Regions from separate parts of the Mus musculus genome. Here region 2 is linked to region 1. Evidence: chromatin contacts called from public promoter capture Hi-C data. All regions are on one chromosome and are shown on one strand. The core of a region is the stretch at or near the end of the contact, and the rest is flanking DNA. Distances in the headings are between cores, read along the strand shown.

Region 1 (2,933 bases), core at 274-2,773:
GCACCAAGAGCATGGAGCACTTGAGGCTGGGACAATAGGATATGACTAGTTGTTGGCTGGACTTTGGTTTTGTTTATCTGATTTGGTCAACCTCTCTTACCTGGGGTAGGCTGGGGGGTGGGCTGGGCTTTGGGCAATGTCAAAACTTGTAATGTGAAAGAAACCTCCATATTTCTAGGCAAAAATGTCGAAGGAGACAGTGAACAGACTTCAATGATCAGCTGTACTCTGAACTTCAAATGAGCACCCATTCTACAACAATTCTTTGAAGAGCCATAATCCAGCTGTAGCTGGGTTAGCTTTGCCTCAAGGACATGCTGAGACAGGCAGGCGCATAGGAATCAGATGGGGGGGGTGGGGGCGCAAACTCCCCATCACTTTGGCTCTCATTTCATTCTCCACAACAACTTGGAAATAAATTAATTAGCACAGATCTATGGAGTATTTGGATCCCCCAGCAACGACTAGAAACATGCAGCATCAAATTACAGGCCTTTCCCTCTGGAGAGAAAAAAAAATATGTGGTCAGTTGAGGGTGGCATAAAGGGAGTGAGGGAGTGAGGAGGGCATAAAGGGAGCAGGGCAGACTGGATTGCACTGGAGAATGCCCCCTCTCTCTCCCTAACCCACTCCAGGTGGGTTCAGTTCTCCACTGGAGTTCCGCAGCATCCCCTTATTCCCCTACAGGGACTTGGCATCTGGACATGAAAGCAAAACCAAGGAAGCTACTGGCTGGCTGAAAGGGGGTTGGGGACCAGAAAAGCAAGATTTAAAAAAAAAAAAAAAGGAGAAATCCAAAAGAGGTGACCGTCGAGCGGAGAGCTCCATAAATCCTCTGGGCGAAAGGTAGAATCTGGTACCAATTCCGTAGTTGTCTGAGACCTATCCCGCCCACTCATGCTCTCCCCTCTCTCCTAGGATTCGACCCTCTGCCCCCTTTCCTAGTAAAAGGATCGCCATCACAGAAGTCTTTGAAGGGGTTCTGAGGCCATCGGGAAACGCGAAAAGGCGTAACCCACCTGGGCCGGCGCAACGTCCGAAACAGCGCAGGGATCCGGTCCCTCGAGCGTCTTCCACGACCCAATCTAGCTGCCCACGAGACGCCTGAGTAACGCGCCCCATGCCCGAGCCGGGGCTACAGTGTCCGCGCCAAGGACAGGACCTCCCCAGCCCTGGAGCTGCCAGTGTTTCGTCCTGTGCTTCCCACTCCACAGTCCGCCACAGGGCAAAGGAAAAAGCCCACGGAGCGACGCGGGGCTGACCGCACTGAGCCCGGCGTCAGGTGAAATGGGCTACCTGAGCCTGAGGCACGCGAGCGGCGGAGCTGGAAAGCCACTGTGCCTGAGTGGGAAGGCGGGGTGAAGGTGACGACCTACCGCGGTCTGGCTCTCCGGGTGCACGTCCACCAAGGTACACCAGTTCCGCGTCCCGTTCATCTTCACGCGGAGGTCGTATGAGCTTCCTCAACTCCGAGGTCCCGGGGAAACTAGGCCGGCAGGCGGGTGCGCGCGCGGAACCGCCCCCTAGTATAGGCGCGTCGGGGGCGGGGCTGAAGATGGGCCACGCCCAGGGCGGTATTTATCAATGAGGTAGAGCGGAAGCGAGAGGTGGGCGGTGCCAAGAGGCTTCAGGACTCGCCTACCCGTGCTATGGACGATTTACGTAAAGGTGAGGCTTGGGAGTGAAGGTCGGGTGACCGCTTAGGAATTTTACTAAGGGTACGACAAGGTATCTTGTGGTATCTCATTGGTCTTTTTCCTTTCAGTTTTCCAGGTTCGGTGCGGGAAAGAATCGGTCTGGTCGTCTGAGTTGGGGCTTGCACAAGCTTCTGTGGTCTTTCCTGAAATGTAAGCCAGCCTGTAGGCTTTTTAGAGCTGAGTACATCTTTCCTCAGAGTTCTACCACACAGGTAGAAAGGCAGGCACCAAAGACCAGCTCACTCGGACTAGTCTAAGCCAGTCTGGCAGGTGCTTTTTCCTGGCAAGTAGCCCAGGTCGAAGTCAAAGCCAGCTAAGCTCTGGGTGGGGCTTGCTTTGCAGAAACTAGACTTATATGGTAGGGAGAGGCGGGACACATGACCTTAAAAGGAATTTGCACCCTAGAGAAAGAGTCTTAGTGGCACCAAAGGCAGTTGCTTCCCAAGCTTAGGCTGGGATCTTGAGGGCTGACCTCTGGTAGAAGGCTATCTCACTGTGTGATGGTCACAGGGACAGCAGGCGCGGTGTGTAAGGTCTAATCCGATTGAATAGGCAGTACCACTAGAGGTAGCAATTCGTTTTGGTGAACATCTAGGTCCTTAAAGTGTTAGGGTGGGTGTGGGGAAACGAGGTGGGCGGGGACTAGACTGGACTCTGAGTCACTTGCCAGTGATGAATGGATACAAAGCTCTGTCTATACCTGGAAGATAATCACTAGGGACATCAGTGACCAGAATAGGAGAAAAACTCAATTCTGGTCCTTTCTCTATCCTCAAAAAAGGCATTTGTGGTTCTTTGACTGGGAAAGCCCCCCCCCCCCCCACCAGGCTCGGTCATTTGAATACCTGGTTTCCAGTTGGAGGTACTAATTGGGGGATTGCGGAAATGTAGTTTCGCTGGACAACCAAGTCACTGGGGCAGGCTTTGAGAGTTCAAAGACTCCCACCATTCCTACTTTGCTCTCTGCTTCCTGCTTGTGGTTTGAGATCTCAGCTATCACCTTTCTACCATGATGGCGATGACCTCTTACCCCTCTGGAACTGTAGGCTCAAATACACACCTCTTTATTTAACCTGTCTTGACTGTTGTTTTCTATTACAGCAGCAGACAAGTAACTCATACAGCACTCTGTATAAGCTATTCCCAGAGCTTCTTAGGACAGGATGGTTCTACTACAAGTAGTCTGTTTCCTAGATGCCTGATCAGCCACAAGAGACCTCTAAAAAATGAGCTAAA
Region 2 (2,933 bases), core at 256-2,755, 2.2 Mb after region 1:
AAAGGATTGTTTGGGTTTTAGATTTCAGCACTTTGGTTGGTTAAATTTAATATTTCATGTGGATATATTTGTAAAAGTTAAAGATTATAAATTTAAGGCATAAAAGTTTAGAAAGCCATATTCTTGGGAACTTTTGAATTATGTTCATGTTAATCTCACAGGTGAAAGTGCATGGAAATTTTCTAATTATACTCTTATTTTTGTACTCTTTAACAAGCTGGGAATGGACATTTATATTTACCTGTGGGGGGAAAAACTCTTAAAACTTAAATGTTTTTTTTTTTCTTGAATTGGTAGTAAGGCTGAAAGCCACTCTGTGTCATTATCAAGGACAACAGGGGAGGCGCAGAGAGATTTGAAGCAGAAGGCAGAGTGTCCAGAGTTTTGTGTATTTACAGATTTGAACACTATGCTAGCAACAAAAGCAGTCAAATGTACTTGAAAGGTATTAATTTTGAAAAGGGAAAAATGGTTACTGTATTAGAGTGGTGAAATGGGTTGGCTTTTTCTTGTTTTACATTTTCTTAAGTGTTGTTACCGACGTTTTCAAGAGGTGAGGGCAATGCTCTGCTGAGGGAAGCATTGGGATGCAGCTGCACAAACCCTAAATTCAAGGATGTACCTCACTTACGTCCCTCAGGGGAACTGTTTCTTTCCCTTGCCATTTGGATGCGATGAAGAGAAAAAAAAATCTTTTACTGGAAAGATGCGGGGTGAGAGCGATAATGCAAGCAAAGAAGCGTCTGCAGTTGCTTAGTGAGTGCTTGCATTTGAAAGTGGGTACATGGCTATGCACATAAATACATACATGATATCAGGGCTATCATAAACACTTGGGGTGGGGTGGGAGGAAACCCTGGAGAGACACGACTGATGGGAAAAGCAAGAGGCTCACTAGACGAAGCGAGCAGAACTTGCCAGTGGTTTATACTTCTTCGGTTTTGTTTAACGGTAGATAGAGGTGGCCAAGTGAGAAGAAAACGTGGGTCGACCGCGACCCGCAAAGAGTGAACAGCAACCAGAGAACGAAAGATGAGGTGTCACTGCACAAAGGAAAGCTCAGACTTGGACCTCGCGGAGGCAAACGTGTCAGCACCCGGATCCTGCAAAGCCCATACCCGTCCCGGTCCTCAGCCCTGGTAGGCACGCTGCCGTGGGCCTCCCGCCGGGAGCCAAGCTTCTCCAGGCTCCGTGGTCCGCGGAGCTGCCCGGAAGCCTCGGGGCGCCGTGGGTACTGACCCCCGCATGGCACCGGCTCAGCGCTGGGGCCAGCCAGGCCCTCCCCAGAGTCTGGGGACGCACGCTAGGTGAGTGACAGCACCACACGTCAGCCTTCGCCACCCGGGCAAGGGAGCGGGCTGAGCAAATCCAGGTTCTCCCAAGGCTCACCTGGGAGGTGATCATGATGCTGGAGTCGATCAGGAAGCTCATGGCGAAGCCTCGGGAGGCCCATGCCCAGCTGTCTACCCCTCAGAGAAGCCGCGGCTTAAGACCTGTCCACCTGCTGTGGTAGGCGGCCTGGCCTGGCGCGTGCTTACGTCATCAAGATGCGCCCTAGCCAGCCAATCAGCGGCCGCATTCTCCGTTTGCCTGGAAGGTGAGGGTGGGCAGGGCTGGAAGCCGCTGGGTAGACTCAAAGCAGATGTGTTTCTTCTTAGTAGGCACAAGGAGGTGAGGAGAGGTAACATTTGCTTTAAGTGGCACTGCCATTAAATATAATGAAATTATTTTTATATTTTTCATAGCTAGAAACACTGGGGTGAGAGTTGTGCGAGGTCCTCAGTGACATTCCCAACACGGCAGAAAGTAAAAATAAGTTAACATAGCGAGTGAGGCTTTAAGTCAAGTAGTGTGTTGCAGATGTTACAGATTTTACTTGGTTTAAAAAGCAGTGTGACATCTATAAGCGAAAGGATGGTGGACAGGAACGTAAGAGTCTTCTCAAACATAGCTAAGTAAATTTCTGATATGATAACGTCAAAAGCACACGGCTTATAAGAGTGTGCACTCATTGGACTCTAATGAGACCGCCATTATAGTTGGCGCTTTAGGGTGTGGAGTATTAGGCCAAAGGACGAGAAATTACATGAAGACAGATTTTAATTCAAAATAATAATTACGTAGGAGTCTTAAAGGTGGGCTATGTTAGAAAGTAGTTTCCCCCTTCCCAACACAGTCTGAGTGGCTGTGGCTCAACTACAAAGTGAATTATAATTCCTTCCATTAGATACTCCATTTATGAAGGCTTAATATACTACAATGGGACTTAGACTTTTCCCACTAGAACCCTAGCTAGTCTTATTGTAAAGACTAGTTACAGTCAAGGCTTGTAAGGGTGCAAGTGTATGTTGCAGGGGATGCTGGTATCTAGAAAGTGAGTGCTCAGATTATAATATAAATAAACAAGAACATTCCCCCAGGTTGCCACACATAAAGAAAGACCCCTGTTCCTTTGATCTGAAGCCTGTCTTACCAAGCAGCCTGTCCTAGTTAGGGCTACTATTGCTGTGTTGAAACACCATGACCGAAAACAAGTTGGGGAGAAAAGGGTTTATTTCAGCCTACACTTTCACACTGTAGTTCCCTTTTGAGGGAAGTCATGACAGGAACTCAAACAGGGCAGGGATCCTGAGGCAGGAGCTGATGCAGAGGCAATGGGTGTGTGTGTGTGTGTGTGTGTGTGTGTGTGTGTGTGTGTGTTGCTTACTGGCTTACTTGTGGCTTGCTCAGCCTGCTTCATATGTGTATAACTCAGACATGGCAACACCCACAATAGACTGGGCCTTCTATCACCAATCACTAATTAAGAAAATGCTCTACAATTTTGCTTCCAGTCCAATCTTATGGAGGCATTTTTCTCAATTGAGTTTCCTTCTTCTTAGATAACTTTAGGTTGTGTCAAATTGACATAAAACCAGATAGCACACAGCACA

What was found. Capture Hi-C pulls out chosen DNA fragments and counts their contacts.
Region 2: a promoter capture Hi-C map of liver shows a contact between it and region 1, with 3 times the contacts expected there. The contact joins the promoter of Gpr89 here to the promoter of Tuft1 in region 1. A contact is called at or near these places in 2 of 39 promoter capture datasets (hippocampal neurons and pre-B cells) and 1 of 9 other capture datasets (liver).

Annotation. Positions count from the first base shown.
Region 1 is chr3:94,657,349-94,660,281 of GRCm38.p6, forward strand. It overlaps Tuft1 (tuftelin 1), which reads right to left and starts at 1,524. Exons shown (of 13, transcript NM_011656.3): 1 at 1,377-1,524. The coding sequence starts at 1,436.
Region 2 is chr3:96,903,793-96,906,725 of GRCm38.p6, forward strand. It overlaps Gpr89 (G protein-coupled receptor 89), which reads right to left and starts at 1,506. Exons shown (of 14, transcript NM_026229.4): 1 at 1,390-1,506. The coding sequence starts at 1,431.